2 separate regions of the Gossypium hirsutum genome follow, and region 2 is linked to region 1. A link is a contact called in public Hi-C data. All regions are on one chromosome and are shown on one strand. The core of a region is the stretch at or near the end of the contact, and the rest is flanking DNA. Distances in the headings are between cores, read along the strand shown.

Region 1 (6,738 bases), core at 2,151-4,650:
ATATCCATCCAAGGCTGATTGCACAAATGGTTGAACATCACTGAACAGCTCAGCTACAGAGAAACATATGTCATTATACTCTTGTTTTAACCAACATGTATAACCACTACCAGCAATAAAAAAGTAAATTAGATACTTTGACAGTCACAAATTCTGGTCAATGCCTTATTTCTTAAATTACTAAAAAAAACGGTACTAACCTTGTCCAACATGAGGCCCATAAACCCTGTCAAATTCAAAATCTTTTTTGGGGTTGGCAATTGTATCATCACCAGTATTTATACGAATAGTACACTCATCAGGAAATTCAACAATTGAAGGACCTTCATCTTCAAAAAGTGGTCTTGTCCGACAAAATAACTTTATGTTTCCTGAAAAAAGAATCTCATTTCTCAAAGAAAAGTACTATCATCATGACATGAAAAACAGATAGAAATAATACATGCCAGTAAATATCTGAAAATAAAGGGAGGGAGAGATCATTCAGAAAGCACAAAGTTGGAAAGTACCTTTGGCTGTCAATAAGTCATTAAACAACCTTTTCTTCTCATTGACCAACGGAGATATTCTAGCCTCACTTTCAAGGGCAAATTGATCTGCCATTTATATTTAGAGACAATTTATAACCATCAATAGAAGTAATAGAACTCAGCAACAACAAAATGTTGAAATGAAGGGGCAATAGTGTAACCATTTGGAGTATACAGGTATTTTATCAATTTGCAGTAATTTATATTTTTAAGATATGATGCCCTTTACTTTGCTATCCCCCCTTTCTTTTATTGTCAAATAGAATACAAATTCTTGAATGATCTTATCAAACTAAAAATATTGAAGACAAACCTAACAAAACAAAATCACACCATTCACCATTAAATGCATAAAATTGTGGATAAACTGAAGACCCTCATTATGCTTTGGTTGATTGCCATATACATATTATCAAATATTTATAACGTTACCACATTTTAGCTTCCCTAGTGGTCATATTTCCATGCTTCAGCAGCAAACTTCCAATAAAGGGCATTAAAACAAGGGTGACACAACTCCTGCAACATGCATAAAGGAAATAAAGAATTTATTTTCTTTATCCTTTTTACTCTTTTTAACCACTAATTTCTTTTGCTCTCCTTATTTCTTCTTAGTGCTTCTCCTAAAAGCATTTTTGGATCCCCTCTGTTCTTTTTGGACAAGGGGTCAACATAAAGCACTTTCAACTTTTTTCTTTAAATTTTTATCTCAAAATTCATCTCATGAGCACAAAATCATAGGCAACAGGAAAAGATAGCACAATGTTTCTTCTAAAAATTACAAGGTGATTACAAATAAACCAAACCCCGGAGAAGAATCTTTGGAATATACCATTAGACATACAAACCAAGCACTAAAATAGCTGAAGCATAAGGAATTCATGAACGTAACCCAAACAAACTGCCACTAAACCTTAATATATTACCTAGTTTACGAGTTTTATCTGCAAGAACACCTAGGTAACGTGTAACTCGATCGAGTTTAGCATTTGAATATTCCTGCAGATCATTAACTTCCTGTCGCAACTCCAAGTAGTCTTCTTTTGCAAGCTGCCAAATTAATTTAATAAAAAAATGCATCAAACACAAGACACTACAATGATAAAACCCGGAATGCATAGTAAATTACTATAGTGAGCCAAAACAATTTTTGCTTTAGCCCCACCCCAAAAATGCTTCTAACATCGAAGACATCATATGTTACCAATCATTATTTCAGACTTCAGAAAATACCAGAGAAATTAAGGATTTCCAGAACTGTTCTTTCATTAAGCTTGAATGCATATGACAAGAGTCAAAATTATTCACTCAAAATTTTGTGATCAACTTCAACCCAAGCAATCACCTAATCCATATGCTATCTTTTCAGACCAAGGAGATACGACAAAACTTAGGTAATAATAAAGAAGCTCATTTATTAATAGAATCAAAGACAAGTATCACATCGGAAAACCAGAGCACAGATCCCTTAATGGCTTCCCAAGAAAAATAAGCCAGACCTTAGAGTATATTAACATTAGATTAATTGACTTTTGAATTGTCAGCCAGCTATTTCATTTCCTATTCTCAAGCCACTGTTTGGTAATGGCTCGTGTTGTTGTCCCTCAAGATCAGCACATGCATTATGTCAAAGATTCATTGTCACAATTACAAGTTTTCCACAGAACTATCATAAAATTGCCATATAGGATAGGTGGGGAAAGCTTTTTCTTTTCATCCAAACATTGGGCAACAAAGTCCACTCAAATATCATAAAAACAGGCATCCCAATCGACATTTGACACAATGCACAATCTTACAACAGTTGAAACCAGCACAATTTGGATCATCAAGAAGGATCCGAAGCTTCTGTAGCAAGAATGCGAAAAGTATTAAACATTCTCAACTGAGTTTTCTGCATGAACAACAATTCACATACCAGAAACTGATGACCAAGTTGTGGTTCATCAGAATCTGACACTACAAACTGATGACTAAGTTGTGGTTCATCAAATCCAAATTCTAATTCGCCAATAAAATTTTATACAGCTTTGAGCTCCTCCATTAAATTTGGATCAATTTCCCAGCAAACCTAATCTTCCAGAAAATGACATTAAAAAAAGCATATTCTAGTTGTATTTGTTAAAATTTATAGATTAAAACAAACTACTCAAAAACACTGCATGTTAATTCCTAAAAACCGAGCTTAGTTAAAATCACATTGATAGACTAAAGCGACTACTTCAACTCCATCGGAACAAGTTACCAGCTAAAACACTAATCACTCGAAAACTTTCACAATCCGAAGCCGATTCACACCATTACCTTAACTTTATCCTTCAATCGGAGCACCTTAGAAGCCAAAGCCTGCTTAGAAAATTCCGAAGAAAACGGTGAAGCCAACGAGGAGGCAGCCGAGATCGAGTACCGTCGCATCAACGGCGCAACAGTGGCCCTAGGTAGGTCCTCCGGAGACGACGGCGACGTCCGCCGTGGCTCGAAGCCACTCACCTCCCAGTTCCACCGGTTATTGCTGCTACTCTTGTGCTCCCCCATTGCCCCAAACAAATTGGGGAAAAAAATTAAAAAAAGCTCAAAAAAATAAAATCTAAAAAAAGGTAGGGGTTTTTCAAAAATCTAGTGGTAGCAGTTGCAGTTATGTAAATGCTGCGTTCCCGATGAGCTATGTCTGGCTCATTTTAATTTTAATTTTTCAATTTTATTTTTAATTTTTCCCTCTTTGGGGATTATAAACGAGGGGATGGGGGAAACGGGTGGGACTGGGCGTAAAACGTAGTCATTTTCCAAACTTTATGAAGGGAACAATTATATGGGACAATTTTAGACGCAATCAAATGTGCGTTTGGAAATGGTTCGGAACTCGCTCTCACGCACCACAGACTTGTTTGTTTTTCTTTTAAATAGAGCGTGTGATTTTTTATGCTTCAGCGTGTCCAAACATCTGTTCATAAATGTGTTGGATCAACATTTAACTCAATTTTGTATTTGTTTTAATTTTTTGTTCAATCCAAATTTCTTCCCCCATGCCATCAATTTAACTGAATTTTTCCCTTCCATTTTTCTTTTTCCTTTGTTCAGGTATACTAATGCATATATTTATTTTAAATTCTGAATTTATTTGAATATTAAAATAGAATTTACGTAACGGATCAATTAATATTATCCATCAAATACTACCTGAATTTGTTAAATAATTAAATCTAAAGTCACAATTAAGCTTTTTAAAAAGTAAAATCAATAATAAGTTGGGACATGAGTTCCAATATTCAAATCAGATACATAAAAAAATAAATTATTTTTTTATATAAATCAATTGTGAATAGTATTATCATATATCAAATTTAAATATTCTTTTAAAAAATAAATAAATCTATAAATATTTGAATTCACACGATGATGAATTACGTATGGTGGTACTTTCTGGTTAATCCAAAACTTTTGAAAGACGGATAAATTTGATCTACGGACAACACAAGAAAACTGCCTGTGAATTGTTTGTTCTTTACCCCAAAATTTGAATGCTTTTATTATTATTTTTTGATGGGTGGTGGTGGAGGGAGTGAGTTTATTGAGAGCAAAATTATGTGTGTTTACAGGATGAGCTGGCAAAAACATGTTTTTATGATTTTCTTTTTTAAATTTGTTGGCAGGCTTTGTTCCTATTGGATATGGCAAAACCCGCCTCACACTTTCAAACATTCCTATTTACCCAAAAAAAAAAAGTAAAAATAAAACACGCTTTAGAAAAATAATCCTATTTGTTATTAAAAAAGGCTTTTCACCCAAAGAAAAAACACAATGAAAGGCTAATTTTTCTTTATAGCATGCATTTGAAATCAGAATTTATTAATTTTTCTTTTCTTTTTTTTTTGGGTACAAAAAATTTATTAGTTTCTTATTAAAGAATTAAAAAGGTCGTGATAAAATAATAAAAAGGGATGGGTGGCGCCATCTTTTGAAATGATGATGAACATCATCATATTTTGAGTGTAGATGCAGACATTTTATTTTTCTATAAATGATTTCTTAGTTTATGACGTATTGCTTTTTTTACTAGTAGTTTTCTCATAAGTTTTCTTAACATGAATTACAAATCTCCTTTTCCATCTCTGTGAAATCTTCTATGGTTGTTTGATCCTCTCGGTGATTTTTTATTTGCCTGCTCTTTCTTATTTATAGTCACCTCTCCTTAGATTTTTCATTTAAACTCTAATGTCACATTGGATTAAAGTAATATATTTTTACATGTTTTAGTTATTGGTTAATTGTAAATTTTTTCTTAATGTTATTACACTAGTAACCATTAACCAAACATAGCATAAGTCACTTTCTAGTTTTACAACATATTTTCGTTCCCTTCTCTTATTTTGCTAGTTTGCATAGCTCTATATAACGATAACTAGGATGTTGTGAATGATATAGTGAGCAAAAACCTTAAAAATAAACTCATCATGATTTATCTGGAGGTAAATGCCAAAATCGATGATTGAGGTAGGGAACTCTATCAAGTAAGAAAAGTAGTTTCAAATAAAGAAGTTAGAACGAGACCAATGATGATTCTAAAGAATGTGTGGCTCATTGAGGGTCTTTTTAAGGTTCATGATCTGGAATGAAACATGTTTGTATTCATTTTCAAAAACAAAAGGGATAATAAAAATATTTTGTGCTTCATGGTTGTCACTTGATTCCTAAATAGTGGTAAAAGGGAGACAACAAACAAGATATTGACTTTTCAACTTTTGAGTCCTAGGTATGAATTTCCAACGTACCTATCCAGCAAAGGATTAAGGAAAAACTACTGAAGATCGGAAGTTATTCTTCAAAGTTACGATAGTGGATTTCAATTCTAATGAGGATAATTTCAACTGAAACGAGATTATGATATTAAAGGTGGGGCTTAAGGTTTAGGATTTAGGGTTTACGGCTAAAGGCTTCAAGTTATGGAAAACTTGTAACATCCCTCACCCATCTCGGCATCCGATACAAATGGGAGATGCCACCAAAACACATACATAGTGATAATTTCAAAAATATTTACAATTTAAACTTTGAAACAATTTGAATATAATCATAAAATTGGGATAAAATCATTTTGAAACCCGTAAAACATCCTAACATCATTTACAAAAGATTTAGAAATGTCCATGACCCAAATGAGTCTCCTAGAGTCAAAATGAGCTAGTGCAGTTAGCCTAACCTGGGGTAAAGGTATCGGTACCTCTGGAAGATTGATACTTCTCCCTGAAACTATTCATTTTTTCTCATTGACTTGGATGTTCCGATACATCCAAGCTAAGTACTAATACTTTGAACCTTTGAAGCAAAATTTGAGCTACTAATTTCAATGTTATGATACCTAAAAACAAGGCATCCAAACCTGGAAGTAAGGGACTAAAAATTCAAATTCAAAACACCTTAAACACATACCAAAACACCTCCTAACAAGGTAACCCTAAAACACATTCAAAAGGTCACCTAAAATCATCCAAGACTCAATCTCAATACATGTTCTACTTGAACCACTTTCACATATCATCAAGGCAAGTATTAAAGACATATTAGGACCTCATGAATGCATCCAAAACAAGTTTAACAATAATTCATTTACTATCTCAAGTAAAAATGAGAAGATGCATGCATAAAAAAAGGTTCATACAATTACAAAAGTTTAAGTTGATCAAATGAGACTTCGAACTCAATAACTCAACATTTGAATACTCAATTACGTAATGACATATGAAACTAGCATATATACAAAGGATTGACACCCTAAGTACATGCCACAAATTACATTTATGTTAATTTTGTTAGAATTAAATGACCTGAATCCTTATTTAAATAAAATACAGTGGTAAAATAAAATAAAAGTAAAATCCATATAAAACTACACTTTTTTATTTTATTTTAGAATAAGGTTTTTTTAAACCTTATTAAACTCCATCTATTTTATATTGATTAGAATAAAGTGTTTCAATCTTACTAGAATATGGCTTTACAAGCTTATAAATAAACATAGTCTATTCCTCTTGTAATCATTCGAATTCGACATAGTGAATTTTCTTCTCCTCTGCCTGTAGTTTTTTTCCCGAAAGGTTTTTCACGTAAAATCTATGTGTTCTTTATCTTATTTTATTTTTATTTTATTTATTTTCACAAATTGGTATTAGAGCTTCCGGGTAGTTCATCTCGATCATGGTAATGGCGTCTT
Region 2 (6,738 bases), core at 2,034-4,533, 220 kb after region 1:
CCCTTCCCTGCCTCTTTCTGATTTCACAAGCAAATTATATTATATATATATATATATATATTTAGTTTTTAATATATTTTATAAAGCATTGGTCATCATCTTAACCTTATTTACGAAGCTTAAAATTCTACTATTAATATATCAAATATTTTCCTTTAAAAAATTTATATCTAAAATTATATTATATTAACTAATTTCAATCCAATATCTTTAATAATGTTAAAAAACTAATTGACATGAGAGATAGTTAGAACATATCACGTGACACTTTTCAGCCAATTACAATATAACATACGGTTTCTTTGTTAATATATATAAATTTTCAAAAATTAAAAGAAAAAAAAGGAGGTTTTTATATAGAAAAATGTAAAATATATCAATATAATTTTTAAAAATTTTAAAAAAATATTGTTAAAATTTATAAAAATAAAAATTTTAGTTAAATTTTTAGAAAATTTCAAAGAAATACAAAATATTATAATTAAAAAAATTAGTTAAACTTTAGAAATTTGCAAGAAAATATATACACATATATAAACTCTAGAAAATTGTATTAATTTAATTTTTCGAAAGAAAAACCCAGAAATATACTCAATAATGCTAAAATTTTCATTCTCATCCAAATCAATTCTTAGCCTAATTAAAAGCGGAATAATACTAGAATCCCTAAAAAATTCTAATTCCAAAATTTAATATTTGTATTAATTTGGTTTTACGATAAATTAACGGGCTGTAATGGTTACCCAATAATTTTTATTAGAATATGTCAACGATTCAAAGATAAAAAAATAAAAGCTCCAAATTGTTTTTATCAAAATACGTCAACAAAATATGGTAGGTTATAATGGTTAACCAATACTTGAGTGACAGGTAATAAAATTTCACTTTGATCCTTTAATAAAATTAAAAATTATCAATTTAATCCCATGTAAATAATGACATTATATATTTATATATGGTATATTTGCATTTGAATCTTTAAATTAAAATTTTTTATTTTAAAAACAATAAAATTATAAATTCATTATATTTTTATCTCTTAAAATTTATAATTAAATTTCAACCTTAAAAATATTTATAAATTTGTCTGCTCTAGCTCTTGTGAATGACACTACCCCTTCAGTCAATAACAATCAAGGCTTGTTTTCGTAAAAATCAAACAAGTCCAGGAGTTTGAATTTAGGGCAATATCTTATATTCTTTTTCTAAATGCTTGTGAAGTCATGCTTTTCACAAAACCTGTAAGAACAATGCCGAATTTAGAAAAAAAATTTAAAAGGGATCGAAATTCTATCATAGAGATTAAAATATTAATTTATGATATTTTTTTTAAAAAATTTAAATAATTACTTTATTTAAAGAAATAAAGTATAATTTTATTATATATAAATTTATAACTTAAGGAAATTAAAATATATTTTTTTTATTTGTTAATTCAACCCCTCCACCCTTTGCAATCTCCCTTGGAAAGGCATTGAAATTATTTACCGACAATAATATAGAAATGTTCTCTTGCATTGACAACAATACTCATGACAATCAAGTTAACATTCAATTGACTAACTTCTTATAATTAATTAGACTTTTCAAAGATATAATTTTTTCTACCCGTAGATTGCAAAGATGGGCGGGAATTAAATAGGATGATTATTGTATTTGTAATATTTATGTTTATATTTTTTTTCATGCTTAAAATAGGTTATATTTATATAATTTTGTGTTATTTATATTATATATTAAATTATTGATCAAGTTAATATTACAATATAATTGGATATTAAATTAATTAAATAATGATTAGAATAATTTTTTTTAACCAAGTGAATTGTTATCATGTTTTTTTATCAAGTAAAGTTGACTTAATTTTTATATAATTTTTTTCATAAATATTTTTTCACTTGCATCATGGTATGCCATAATCTACTATGCAATAATATTATTTTTTTAGGTACACTATTTTCATGGTCATGAAACTATTAGTAAGTTTATATTTTGATTAATCAATTTTAAAAAAGTTACAAAATTATCAGTGAACTATTCGAAAGTTTTCATTCAAGTCATTGAGTTATTAATTTTTTTAAAGTCTGACTTTGTGAGCTTCAAGCTACGATTTGATAACCAGTACATTGGATCAGAATCCGTTAACAAGTAGAAGAATATTATTTAGATTCAAGTCAATCTATCAGTCAGTGTTGAAAATCGAAGAAGAAAACTATTTAAATTTTTGTTTACATATTCATGGTGTTCAAAATTGTTCCATGAAAAAAAAATTGAATTGTAGAATAGGAAAGGAAGGATAGCTTTCTATTGGTACATGCGGTGCGAATAGAAAAGACCATACAACATTGATTTTAACATCCTAGTGACTTAAATGAAAAGTTTTGAATAGTCCAATGACCATTTTGTAACTTTTTGAAGTTGACTGACTAAAATATAAAGTTCCTAATAATTTAGTAACCTTAGGTGGAATTTACCCTATTTATTTTTGGGTGATGTAATCACTTAAAAGATGCATTTGAATCACATTATCCAAAGAAATGGATATGATGCAGAGGTGGCAGAAGCTTAGTGGGAGGAAACATTGAGTTTCAGATAGTGAATATCAGATAATTCTCCAGAAAAAAAAAATGAAAATCCAATTCAATCAAAGCCTCTCAATCCAATCTTCCTTTCTTTCGTTTCACTTAAACTATGTATCTGCTGAACTTTTAACCTTTTTTCTATTTGCAACAAAGATTTGAATACATGGGTAGCTCCAGCATGGCATGATCAGTTGCTTCAAGGAACACAAGCTCAGCTTCTAAAAGCAACAACAATTCCAGGCTTGTTGTAGTAAAAAAAAAATCAAAGAAAATTGAAATTATTTTATGCATTTAATATGTATGATTATTTAATATAAATATATCCTTAAATAATTTATCATATATTCTAATTTAATGTACTTAAAAATTATTTTCTAAACTTAAATCCAAATGCTGTTAATTTTAAGCTAATTATTACAATATCACCAATTATGATAACTCCTTAAAATTTAATTTCACCGAACGTGAGGCCATACCATTCGAAATTACATATCCCCATCCAAGGGTAGGGATTTGGGCATGATTTTCCCTCATTAAACAATCAGCTTTACGTACAGGAGGAGAAGTCAGCTACCCCTTTCTTCATTGGATAGCTAGGAACACTCACATGTACAACCTCATTTCCCCACTCATTTTTGGGACCACACCATTTATCATTATTATTGTTGTTGTTTAAAATAATAATATGTATACCCTTCTCTAATTCATTTTTTATTCATTTGGGTGTTTTAAAATTTTGGTAAAATAATTTTTAGCTCAAAATAAAATTTAGGTATATTTTGAATTCATTAATCATATTCTGTAATATGTTAATTTTAAATATTTAATGTTCAAAATTTTAAAATATCATTGACAATTCAAGTTGACTTTTATTTATAACCACAAACAATTTAAATATTTGAGGTTTGATATCATTTTACATGATTAAAATTTATTTATAAAAATATAGTTGTAATAAGCTTCGGTAAATATTGAGGTTGTTTTAAATGTTTATAGCTTTTCTTTGGTTGTTTTTTTTTTTAACTTTTAAATAAAAAAATAAAATATATTTTAATATATTCAAATTTATGTAGCAACAATACCAATAATAATTGAGTTAAAATTTAATGGATATTTTAGATTTATTATTATTTAAATTTAGATATATTTTCTCCCAATCTGATCTGAGGGAGTAAAGGTGAACCTGATCTGACGGTCTTAGATATATTCAAATTTATGTAGCAATAATACTAATAATAATCAAGTTAAAATTCAGTCCATATTTTAGATCTATTACTGTTTAAATTTAGATATATTTTCTCCCAATCTGATCTGATGGTGAAAAGGTGAACCTGATCTGACGGTCTTGATCAAGGTGCACGTTCGTACTCCAGTTAACGAGTCAATTATTTTCTCTGAAAACATGTACGTGCAGCCGGTTTTAATTGTGGGGACTCTTTAACCTTTTCTTCTTTTTCTTTTTCAGTGCTAAAATTTACACAGAAAGAAGTAAAGAGAAGAGTCTAGTTATGGCTTACTCTTCTCCCAATCTTTCTTCAATTCCACACCTTCCTTCTTTCACTCTAAAACCTTCCCCGCCTCACTGTACGTTCTTTCTTTCCTTTCTATATATTTAGTTATGTATATTTGTGAAATAGATCTACGCCTTGTTTTTAATTTTTCATTTCCTTTCAGTGGAAGTTTTCACATATAATATTATGTTAATGGGGTTTTCTTTTTGTGCATTCAGCTAAACCTTTTTATCCAAATTCTGAAACTTTAGATAGTTATTAAAATTATTTCCATTTTGGGTCAGTTCCTTAAAGATATCTTATCCCTTTCTGTTAACTTTTAAAAAGATTAACAGTTGGTACATTGTTTATATGAATTAGCTGAGTAGCAAGTTGTGTAAGATGCTCAAGGATTAGAATATTGATTGTAATTAATCTTTTCTCTAAAGAATTTATGGAAAGTTTGTTGTAGAGATGATTTTTCTTTTCCAGTGAATTGGGTGCTGTTAAATGCTTTGAGTGCGGATGTAAAGGATGGCTCCATTTTAGCAACTGAAAATCAGATTAGAAGTCAAAGTAACTTCATAATATGAATTCTATGTTGAATTCCTGGATCAATTTATTTGGAAAGAAACATATTGAATTTATCTTGAGGTGTCGCACCTTTTGCTGCCAATGCATGTATTTTTGTTTTTATGGATTTTCTTTAACTATACAAGTGTTTTAAACCCTGCCTTTCATTGCTTTAACGACAGCAAGCTCAAGGTTGGTTTCAGCTCAGATAAGATCTAGTTTGGAGAATGAGAGCTGTACTGCTGGAGTTTCAAATGATTCATTAGAACCTGCTAAGAAGAAGGTTTCACTTATTTGTTTTCCAACATCTATTTTGTTAGTACTCTTCAAATTCACTACTCACACAGCATCTTTTAGTTGTTTCAGAAACCAAAAAGTCTAAAGCCATTTTACATGTCTGATTTGCACTAATTGGGTAGAATCTTCATTATTTGCTACCTTGTTTATAGTGTTGATAGGTTCCAAATTTTTCTGCAGGCAGGTGAGTTGCCAACATCGCGGCGTATGTGTCTTACATGCTTATGTTCAAGCCTGGCTTTAATCAGTAGTTCTAGCAGCTCTGCTTCTGCAGTATCAGCAATGGCTATGGATGGGAATGAAAGGGCTGTATGCCGGAATTGTTCAGGGAGTGGTGCTGTACTTTGTGAGTGACACTTTTGCAATTTCTTTTGTATGATACGTTGTTGTCTAACCAAGTGAACCACCCTTGTATGCATCTTATAATCTTTTTTGAGATTGTCCTTTACCCTGCTTTCTGACATTGGCGAAAGACATACGAACTCTTGTTTCTGATTTACGGGTTGCTTGTCTTGTATGATAAAAACATTAGTCTTCAATGGTGAAAAATTCCTCGCACCATTTATTGATTTCTATGTATTAGATAATAGCCACCTAACAAACCGGTTAGAGTAGTTTATTTTCTTTTTTGTCCTGCGGGGATTAGTTGTGCTGCATGGCTGACTGTCATGGGTCCCTTTTTTTCTAATCAAATTATATTGAACTTTTAGGGAAAGTGCTCGTTGAATGCAAGTATTTTGGCTTGATTTTAGCTTTTAGTTTTTTCCTCACATATAATTGTCTCTCTTGTTGTTGACATGTTAACATGCTCTTTCTGAAGTAGAAGAAGAAAAAACTTGCAGACATCAGTAGTGAAATTGTTAATCCTCCTTTTGATTCGCAAGATTTTAATCTGTTTTTTATTTAGGTGATATGTGTGGTGGTACAGGAAAATGGAAAGCTCTCAACAGGAAACGTGCTAAGGATGTTTACGAGTTTACTGAATGTCCAAACTGTTACGGTATGCAGTCTTCTTCCCCTAACATTACTTCTTAACTTGCTATATCACCAAATATTTTTAGTTTTTCTTGTTTTGGATTGCTATACAACTTGCCTTGAGCATGCACTTATCTGAAGATTATTCCATGTTATGGTTGATTGCCTAGGGGTTACTCTTAAAAGCAATGGGTAATCATGAACATGTGTTCATGTCAGTACCTCAGAATATAGCAGGAATTGCATTTCTTATGATACTTGATGACAAATAAGCTGAATACGCACCTTTCTGTGATCTAGTTGCTGTTATTGGCCAATTCTATTGAGTACAAACAAGGATGCATAAGCGTGTAGCATAGAAGATGTCTGTTTTTTGTTTAACATATACTGATTGTGTAGCTTGAGATTCTAAACTGTCATGAGATTTTCTTCTAAATTTTTATGTTCCTCTCCAAATTGTCCCTATACAAGAATTCTTTATGTAACTGATCACTGGCTGCTACTGTGTGCAGGTCGGGGGAAACTGGTGTGTCCTGTTTGTTTAGGTACCGGTTTACCGAATAACAAAGGTCTTCTAAGGAGGCCTGATGCACAGAAATTGCTTGACAAAATGTACAACGGTCGACTTTTGCCAAGTTCATAGACCCGTCATGCCCCTTGGACCTAGATGTTATTGTCATTGGCATCATGGTAATTTAGTTTACAAAACTTATCGGTTACTTTAGTGAAACTTGGAAAATATTTCCCGACCTAAATACTACAATCTGGTTTGTTTTGACAATACAATTTTGATCTTTGTAAGCAACTTATTGGCATTTTGT

What was found. A called contact is a pair of places that touch in the nucleus more often than the background predicts.
Region 2: a Hi-C map of leaf shows a contact between it and region 1, with 3 times the contacts expected there. The contact joins the promoter of LOC107898609 here to the promoter of LOC107898636 in region 1. A contact is called at or near these places in 18 of 34 Hi-C or Micro-C datasets (anther, callus, cotyledon and 5 more).

The regions. Positions count from the first base shown.
Region 1 is chrA11:55,357,754-55,364,491 of Gossypium_hirsutum_v2.1, forward strand. LOC107898636 (kinesin-like protein KIN-14B) reads right to left here and starts at 3,401. Exons shown (of 24, transcript XM_041081986.1): 1 at 2,835-3,401; 2 at 1,457-1,580; 3 at 510-596; 4 at 201-371; 5 at 1-53. The coding sequence starts at 3,065.
Region 2 is chrA11:55,574,334-55,581,071 of Gossypium_hirsutum_v2.1, forward strand. It overlaps LOC107898609 (protein PHOTOSYSTEM I ASSEMBLY 2, chloroplastic), which reads left to right and starts at 3,284. Exons shown (of 6, transcript XM_016824112.2): 1 at 3,284-3,936; 2 at 4,048-4,166; 3 at 4,828-4,928; 4 at 5,123-5,288; 5 at 5,850-5,942; 6 at 6,430-6,738. The coding sequence starts at 4,091. The coding sequence ends at 6,560.